3 separate regions of the Sus scrofa genome follow, and all the other regions are linked to region 1. The links are chromatin contacts, called in public promoter capture Hi-C maps. All regions are on one chromosome and are shown on one strand. Each heading gives the region's core, a stretch centred on a gene start, on an enhancer-like site or on the middle of the called end of the contact. The rest is flanking DNA. Distances are from core to core; before and after follow the strand shown.

What was found. Promoter capture Hi-C pulls out the DNA fragments that hold promoters and counts their contacts.
Region 2: a promoter capture Hi-C map of liver shows a contact between it and region 1, with 4 times the contacts expected there. The contact joins the promoter of NAPRT here to the promoter of SCRIB in region 1. A contact is called at or near these places in 1 of 5 promoter capture datasets (liver) and 1 of 47 Hi-C or Micro-C datasets (epiblast stem cells).
Region 3: a contact with region 1 is called in a promoter capture Hi-C map of liver, with 4 times the contacts expected there. The contact joins the promoter of SHARPIN here to the promoter of SCRIB in region 1. A contact is called at or near these places in 1 of 5 promoter capture datasets (liver), 1 of 47 Hi-C or Micro-C datasets (liver) and 2 of 2 datasets of contacts at active chromatin or transcription factors (alveolar macrophages and skeletal muscle).

The regions. Positions count from the first base shown.
Region 1 is chr4:823,589-826,419 of Sscrofa11.1, reverse strand. It overlaps SCRIB (protein scribble homolog), which reads right to left and starts at 1,495. Exons shown (of 38, transcript XM_021090546.1): 1 at 1,001-1,495. The coding sequence starts at 1,159. It overlaps PUF60 (poly(U)-binding-splicing factor PUF60), which reads right to left. Exons shown (of 10, transcript XM_021090445.1): 9 at 2,606-2,831; 10 at 2,099-2,527. The coding sequence ends at 2,228.
Region 2 is chr4:981,887-984,701 of Sscrofa11.1, reverse strand. It overlaps NAPRT (nicotinate phosphoribosyltransferase), which reads right to left and starts at 1,274. Exons shown (of 13, transcript XM_021090465.1): 1 at 979-1,274; 2 at 776-903; 3 at 596-678; 4 at 236-366; 5 at 13-128. The coding sequence starts at 1,204. EEF1D (elongation factor 1-delta) reads right to left here. Exons shown (of 8, transcript XM_021090459.1): 7 at 2,635-2,815; 8 at 2,452-2,554. The coding sequence ends at 2,516.
Region 3 is chr4:599,219-602,257 of Sscrofa11.1, reverse strand. SHARPIN (sharpin) reads right to left here and starts at 1,560. Exons shown (of 9, transcript XM_003125446.6): 1 at 980-1,560; 2 at 526-700. The coding sequence starts at 1,177. It overlaps MAF1 (repressor of RNA polymerase III transcription MAF1 homolog), which reads left to right and starts at 1,738. Exons shown (of 8, transcript XM_003125444.4): 1 at 1,738-2,158; 2 at 2,916-3,039. The coding sequence starts at 2,960.

The DNA.
Region 1 (2,831 bases), core at 246-2,745:
GTGACAAAAATTTGGCAACTACCAAAACAAAAGTATAACGAAAAGAGCAGAGAGAAGTTTACGTTGCGGTGCAGTGGGTTAAGAACCCAACAGCAGCAGCTCGAGTGGCTGCAGAGGTTTGGGTTTGATCCCAGGCCCGGCACAGTGGATTAAGGATCTGGGGTTGCAGCAGCTACAGTGTAAGTCACAGCTGCGGCTCAGATTCAATCCCTGGCCCGGGATTTGAACATGCCCCCTTACAAAGGAAAAAGAGCGAATGAGCACAGGTCTGTGTGCTGCCGGCACGCAGTATCTGCAGGTAAAGTGCGGGACCCGAGGTGGGTGAGGAGCCCTGGCCCGAGCCTGGAGTGGAGCCACACCCTTTGCGGCACACAGCCCCCAGGCGCTGGGCCACTTAGCACCCCATCTCCAAAAAGGAAATCCTTTTGTGATCTGCTTCCTCTAACCTCCTCTCCCAAGTGGCCTTTGGAGGAGGAAAACCAAGCTGACGGAAGAAACAAGGCGGTGAGAGGCAGGTAAGACACAGACGTGCCACGCACAAGCACCTTCGAAGGTCTCTCCCCACCTTCGCCCCAGCACCCACAGGAAGAAGAGGGCAGTCGGGCAGAGGGCTGGACTCCCCACCTCCAGGGAGGTCCAGCAAGTTCCCGTCCATTAGCCACACCAGGTTCACCTTCCACCCAGATCCACTCCAATCCCATCCACCTTGCCCCCAGGCTTTCAACCTGCAGCTCCTCCTCTGGGCTGTGACCATCCCCGCCCCCAGCAGGCACCTGATGACCGCTGCCACCTGGTGCCAGCACCCGCGGCGGGTGAGGAAGGTGCGGCTGGCCGGGGTGGGGCTCTGGCCAGTAAGAACCAGCAAGGCCGGCTGGAGACTGTGGTGTCCCGCCCCGGCCAGCGCCAGCTGAGAGCTCGGAGGAGCGAGCGGTCGCAGCCGGGCCAACCCTACGGACCAGAGAGGAGGGCTGGGCCGGAGGCAGGTGAGGCAGCCGCTCACCTTGGGCAGCTCGCGGAGCTGGTTGGCGTCCAGGAGCAGCTCCTCCAGGCTGCGGCTGTAGCGGTAGATCTCCTCCGGCACGGCCTGCAGCGAGCAGTGCCGCTTGTCCACCGACTCCACGTGCCGGTTGCAGCGCCACAACGGGATGCACTTGAGCATGGTGCGGGCAGGCGCGGGCTCGGGCGGCAGGCGGGGGGCGGGGCTCGGCCCGCATGAGCGCTGGGGCGGGGGAGGAGCGGGGGGCGGCCGGGGCGGCGGCGGCGGCGCTGGGCCCGGCCCGCGCTTGGAACGCTCGGAACGCTCGGGCCGCTCGGACCGCGGCGGCCTGAGCTGGGGGCGCGGCCCGGACGGCGCTCAGACTCTCAGGGGGCGGCGGCGGCCCCGCATCCCGCCCGGCCCACTTGGCCCTGCCAGTCCACTCGTCCGCCGCTGTGCCCCAGCCGGAACCGCCGCCGCTGCCCGCCGGACTGCCCCGCCGACAACCGCCGGCCGCCGCGCAGCCCGCCGGGAAGCCGAGGCCCGCCCTCTCCGCCCATTGCCGCCGGGAACTACAACCTCCATAAGGCCCCGCGGTGCCGGTGCCTCTGAGAACCCGTAGCGGCCCCGCGCACGGCCCGTCGGGAAGCCCGGCTTCCGCCCCGCGACGCCAACGCCCCGGCGCAAGGCATGGTGGGAGCTGAAGTCCGCTCAAAGCCAGTCCCAACCTGGCCGGGCCTCAAGCGTCCTGCTGCAGCCTCTCGCCCACCCGGCCCCCTCCCTCACTTGGCCTCGCGACTCCGAGATGGAGCCGCCCGGGCCTTGGCGGCGCTCCAGGTATCTGGCGGCTTGACGTGTCCGGGAGCTTGAGGAACTCTGGGCCAGCCTTCTCCCAGCACTACCTGGGGAGGTGACAGTGCAACCCGACCCGCACCCCGCCCGCACAGCAGGAAAGCCACGCCCACGACCCTCCGCTGCCCTGGGCGGGGACCGGGAACCTAGCAGCCCCCGCAGACCCCCGGGGACGCCTCCCCCGCCCCACTCAGTCCCCAGACCCGCCCGGTGCTTGCCCGGGCCCCCCCCACCCCCCCGGAGCCAATAAGACCACCGTCAGACAGGGACTCTCAGGGCCAGCAGCATCTGCACCTTTATCCACAGGCTGGGCGGCTGAGCCCCAGGTATCACCGAATCACTCTATAAAACCCAGAGGAAACAAGGAAAAAGTGCGAGTCCGGGGAAACGGGGCCAAGGTCACGCGGAGAGGTCACTGTTGTCAAAACGCTCCTGGTCATAAACTTCAGCCACCACCTTGCGGCCCGCAAACCAGCGCCCATTAAGGGCTTGGATGGCCTTGTGAGTCTCAGAGGCTACAGAAAACTCCACAAAAATCTTGACAATGATCTCCGCATCCTCCTCCTCGCCCTGCTTCTCTTGGTAGATGATGACACGGTTGACAGCACCAAACTTGCCACACTCCTCAGTCACCTCCCCTTCCAGGTCGTCATCGATGTCCTTGGGGTCCACCATGTTGCGCAGAACCATCACTGTGGACTGTGGGGGGGACAGCTGAGAGCTGTGGCTGGCTGGACCACCCCACCCCAGCCCACCCCGCTGGCCCCGGCCGCCCACCTCCTGCTTGCGGAGGAGCTTCTGCATCACCATGTGGCGGGCGCTGCTGCCCGAGATGCTCATGTGCTCCTGCTCACTCAGCATCTCCGGCCGCTCAGACTCGGGAAACAGCTCCTCCTCCTCCTTTTCTTTCTTGGGCTCCAGGAGACCGAGCGTCGGAGGGCTGGCCAGGATGGGGTTCACCACGCCCACAGACGGGATGGTGACGGGAATGGGAGGCCGGGCC
Region 2 (2,815 bases), core at 25-2,524, 160 kb before region 1:
GAGGGCACTCACAGGGTCGGGGGGCACCTCAGCGCCTGAAAAGGAAGTGACAAAGGAGTGCGCCAGGGTCCCGGCCACAGGCACACCCCGCAGCTGTCCTGCCAGCACGTTGCTGCTGCCATCGAAGCCTGGGCCAGAGCATAAGGCAGGGTTAGGGGACTTCAGGCCCTGAAGCGGGGCATCTCAGGCCAAGCCTCCTCCTTCCCTAGACCATGCCTCCCGGTCCGGCCCTCACCGCCCAGGTAGCTGTAGGTGGAGGCCGTGAGACCCCCATCAGGGCCCTGAGCGCGTCGAAGCCCCATCTCCAGCAGCCGCTTCTCCGGCCCTGCGATCAGGCGAAGCCGCGCCGCGTTCGTGGCGATGAGGCTGTGGGAGCAAAGGCTCAGGGGACCCGGAGGAAGGCCAGGAAGCCCCCCAGGGGCCAGCCTCCCCCAGGCCTGCACAGCGGCGGCGGGAGACCCTCTGCGGAGGCCTCGGCCCCGCCCCTCGCCCCGCCCTCCACGTGGGGCCCCGCCCCGCAGGGCCCTCCCGGAAGGCCGCGCCCCGGCCCCGCTCGCCAGCCCAGCCTTCCGGCCTCGGGCAGGAGGGGCCCCACCTGGCGTAGCTGACCAGGCAGAGGAGCGGCGTCTCCAGCAGCTGCACCACCAGGAGCGGCCCGGACACCTGCAGCAGCGGTACCTGCGGGGCGCGCTGTCAGCTTGGCGCCGCCCGCTCCGCTCCCCCGCCCCCGCCCCCTCCGCTCCCCCGCCCCCGCCCCCGGCCGCCCCGCACTCACGCCGGGGAAGGCCAAGGAGCCCTCGGGCAGCGCCCGCACCGTCACCCCGGAGCAGTCGAGGGCACGAAGGTGCTCGAAGAACGCGGGCTCTGTGTCTGGGGGCAGCACCGAGGCCAGGAACTGCACATCTGGGGGCGAGAGGCCGTGGTGGGCGGTGGCGATCGCGGGCCGCGGGGCGGGCCGGGCTCGCGGGCGGGAGCTACCTGCGTCCCGCAGGCGGAAGGCGCGCAGGAAGCGCACGCAGTCGCGCAGCCCCGCGGCCAAGGCGAACGCGCCGCCGAACGGGCAGCGGCGGAAGAAGAGCTCGAACTCGGCTGCCTCCTGCGCGCGGCCGGCGCGCCAGTAGCCCAGCGCCATGGTGGCCTGGTAGAGGTCGGTGAGCAGCGGCCGCGCCGCCGCGCGCCCCTCGGGGTCCTGCTCCGCCGCCATCGGCCCCGCGCCCGGACTCTGCCCGCCTGCCCGCGTGACGCCGCACTCCCCAGGGCCCGCCCTGTCAGCTGGTCCAACCAGGGGCCGGGAGGTTGGGGCACAGGGCAGCGACCGCCTTTCCTGGCACCCAGAATCCGCGGCGGGCGGGCCGCCGACCTCCCGACACTGGGGGCGTGGCGTGGGGTTCCCGGCGGCGGGCTGGAGTTGGGGACGTGCGCTCTCGCTGGTCATCCCAGCTCCCCTTGGAGCATCCTGGTCCCCGCCGGGCTGGGAGTTCGTGCAGCAGGGGAGAGGGTCGAAGAGGGAAATTCAAACCCCACACACGGCTGAACTTTATTCCCCCCAGGCCAGGCCCCTGCCCTTTGAGCAGGGCGTGTGGTGCCACTTCCCGAACCACCTGGCACCACAGGCTTCCAGGTCCTGCACTCTGAGCCCCACAAAAACCCGAGGGGGGCCCAGAGGACACCAGCTCGACCAGAGTAAGCTCAACCCACTTTCTCCCAAATGCCAAAAACGGCTCCCTCAGCAGCCCTGTGGCCAACAGCCCAGGGGAAGAACCACTCACTAGTGGCACACGTACAGCTCAGGCCTCGGGCTCCCGGGCAGACAGCAGGCACAACTCCACAGGGCAGCAGTCTGTGGTGGGACCTGCCTGGCCCAGGTCTCTGGAGGGTGAGGGGTGACCACGGGTGTGGGCCTCGCATGGGGTAGCTGTGTGCACACGTGTGCACCCCCCCCAAGACTGAAGGGAGGGGCACAGGGCTGGGCAGTGGGGGCCTCAGGGCTCAGGCAAAAAAGCCCAGCCCCCTTCTCAGAGGTGTGGAGATGGTGGGGTGCATGGCAGGATTTTAAACAGGTCTCAACAGCAAGGCCAGCACAGCCACTGGGACCTCCCCTGCTGGGGCAGGCACTTTTGCGCTCACGTGGGGCTGGGAAAGGAGACCAAGTGGAGACGCTGGGGGACGGGGATGCCTCCTGGGGTGACGGAGCCAGCACGTGCTCCCTTTAAAGCGAGACGTGCACGTGGTACTTGCAGTTCAAAGGGGAGCGAGATGGGAGCAGCGGATGGGCAGGCAGAGGGCCATGGAGAAAGAGGCCGAGAAAGGGGAGGAGGCTGGAGCAGGAGCAGCAGGACCGATGGGGCCCAGGTGGACACTCCCGAGCTGCAGGCCAAGCCTGAGGCCTGGGGCCTGGCAGAGTGCTGCTCACTGAACGTGCCCCCGGCGACACCAGACCAGACAGGGGCCAGAGCTGGAATCTCAGTCTTTATTGGCTGCAAGGCATCGCACTCTCAGGCGCGGGCCGGGGCTCTCAGATCTTGTTGAAGGCGGCAATGTCCACACTCTGCACCTGAGGGGGAGAGGGCGGGGGTCACATGGGGCCCGGTCTCGGGGGGCCGCCCCCCCCCCCAGGGGGGTCCTGCCACTCACGTGCTCCTCGAACTTGGTGATCTCCTCTTCCAGCAGGTCGGTGCCCACCTTGTCGTCCTCCACCACGCACTGGATCTGCAGCTTGCGGATGCCGTAGCCCACAGGCACCAGCTTGGAGCCGCCCCAGGTCAGCCCGTCCAGCTGGATGGAGCGCACACAGGCCTCCAGCTGGGCCATGTCC
Region 3 (3,039 bases), core at 311-2,810, 220 kb after region 1:
GAACTTGACACCTCCAGGCCCTCCAGACAGGCCCTCTGGCTACAAGCTCCAGTGTCTGGTCCTCGCAGCTTCCTGGCTCAACCACTAACTCTATCTTTTAAACCTCCATGAAACCCAGCCAGTCCGTTTCCTAAGCATCGCTGGAAACATCCTCCTTCTCTCCAGCCCTACCTGTTGGCACTCACATACATTCAGACCTCACCCAGTCTTAGGTAGCTTGAATCGCGGCTGTCACTCTACTGCTGAATAGCTTCCCATTGCTTCTGACAGTCTAGCTCCTCACCCAGGTCCCGAGGGCCCGCCTGCTCTGCCCTCTGCACTTGCCTGGGACCCCAAGCGCCAGCTCTTTACTTTCTCCCTCCTGGGTATCTCCCCAGAACCTCAGCAGTGGGTAAGGAGTGTCTAGCTTTCCCACTAATCACTAAGTCCCCTACCCAGGCCTGGGGGACTGGGCTACTGCGATTTTCTCCTAGCACTGACACAGTCTCTGGCCAATCAAATGAATCTTCGATCCAGGGCACTGACCATTCTGTCCTTCCATGGTGGCACTGCGGACCAGGGCTGCCCACCGCTGAGCTTCCTGCGGATCCGTGAAGTGCAGGCCGAGGGTCCCAGGCCCTCCTGGTGGAGGCTGCAGCTCATGCTGGCTGGGGCCTCGGACGTTGTAGTAAACTGACTCCAAGGGCCACTCCAAACCTACCTGAGGAGGGGGAGAGTCCGGGCTCAGTGCCTCGCCCCCAGCGCACACTGCAAGATGATCAAAAGAACACGAGGTAACGTGTGTAGACCACTGACACTGCCCTAAGCCCTTTACTCGTATTATCTTATGAAACCTCCTCAGTCGTCCTATGAAGGGAGGTACCAGCGTTACCTCCAGTCTACGGGCGAGTAAACAGAAGCAAGGAAAAAAACCGCTCCCGGGCGCTGCTGGCGAACGGAAGGACCTGGCCCCCGCGGCTCCGCGGCTGCTCCCACTCACCGCCCCGTGTCCCGCGCCCAGCAGCTCCAGCCGGAAGCGCCCCGGTCGCTCGGGGTCCGCGCTCAGCTGCAGCCTCCGCAGCTGCGCCTCGGCGTCCGGCCCCGCGCCCAGCGGCCTCACCGCGGCGTGCACGGCCAAGAGCACCGCCGGCGAGCCCGGGTCCGAGGAGGCGGCCGCGCCGCCCGCTGGAGGCGCCATCTCCGGTCCGACCTCGGCCCGGCCCCCTGAGCCCGCTTCCGTGGCCTCGGGGGGCCGAGCGCCTCCGCCGGCCGGAAACTGGAGCCGCGAGCCTGGGGTTCCGGGCGCCGCCAAAGCGTCGGAGCCCGACCCGCCCGCTTCGCCCAGGAAGGACACGGCCGAGGGTCTCCGGATTCGGGAGGGCGAGACTGGGCCTGGAGGCCCGTACCCGGGGCAAAGTGTCAAGGATGAAAACACTGGCCACGACTGGAAGGCCCCAAAGGGTCGGGCGGGGACTGCAGCACAGAGGTCCGCGTCTGGCTGAAGCCAGACACCGCTCCCAGGCCCCTTCTAGCCGACCTCCAGCCGCGGGCCCCGCCTCCCGGTCCTGCCCACACCTCACTAGTCCGCAAGCTCCTCCTGGGAACCCCGGCAGCCACCTGGGGCGGAGCCGGCGGGGGTCGTGGCCAATGAGCGCCAGCGGGGAAGGCGTGTTCGCACGGCGGAGAGGATGATGGACAGGCGCCACAGCCAGTAGGAGCATAAGACAGGACTGAGCGGCGGGTAAACCCCCGAATGGCTGTGCGAGCTCCCGATCCCGGCGGCTGGAGCGGGCCATTCAGACGCGTGGGGCCGGACCTGGCGGACGCTTGTTGTTGTCCGGCCCGGGGAGGCAGAGGTCGTTCGCTCGCCTGCTCAGGCCTTCTGTGGCGGTCGGCGGGCAGGTCGGTCGCGATAGTCGGGCGCCGTACAGGGGCGTGGCTATGTCGCGGTGGCAGCCCGGATGGGCCGGCAGGGCCGGGAGTAACGGGACGTCGCCGCGGAGCTTCTTCCCCCGGATACAGTGCGGCCCGAGAGGAGGCCGCGGCGCCGCCCTCCGGTCCTGAGGAGCTCGCGCTGTCCGGGGCCCGCACCGCCTTCTCACCCGCACCGACGCCTATCGACCTGCCCTGTCTGGCCCGGTCCGACCCGGCCCAACCGGATTGAGCGCAGCGCAAGCAGGTAGGCGAACGCCCCTGTGCCCGGCGCCGACTCGGCGGCTCCGGAACTACAGCCCCCAGCAGGCTTTGCGTTGGCGCGCGTGCGTGCGTCTCGAGGCGCACGGCTTCCTGGGATTTGTAGTTCGCGTGGCTAGACTGGGGTTCCCCTTAGACCCGGCCGACCCGGGAGCGCCCTAGCGGCCCCGCTGACAAGCCCTTGGGGGGTCGTGGGGCCTCCCTCTGCTCCCCGGCGTCCTTGGGGAGTGAAGCAGGAACTCATGGGTTTTTCTCTCCCCCTTTGCTAGAAGGCAGCCTGTAGAATAGGGAAGAGCGCCGCACCCAGGTGGCCCGCAGGGCCGAGCCCCTGGTCTCCTGGTTCCGAACCGGCTGCGGGTTCTTTACCTGGCTGAGGAGCTTGGCTGGAGGAGTCTCGTTCCTTCGCAGGCTCACAGTGCCCCCCTTGGTGGGCGGGGCTCTTCAGTTCGAACGGGGAGTCTTGGAGCAGACACTAAACCAGCATCCCCAGGGTGCACAGGATCCCCCATTGGTCCCCCAGCCTGGCCCAAGAACTCCTGTGAAGTGCAGGAGGTGTGGCTGCGGTGGGCCTGGACTTGCCAGTCTCAGTGAAAGGGCATCTGTTCCCTCCACCAGTGCTGAAGGCTTGGGAGCAGGCTGCAGGAGGAACCCAGCTTGTTTATGGTGGTGCCACTCAGTGGGAGGAGGGCCCGAAGGTGGAGCCTCAAGGGCCAGATACCCACAGACTGACCTTCCATCCCCAGGCAGCACGAGCCCCCCGAAGCACAGGACCCTCCGCCCCAAGGACATGAAGCTGTTGGAGAACTCCAGCTTCGAGGCCATCAACTCGCAGCTGACCGTGGAGACGGGAGATGCCCACATCATTGG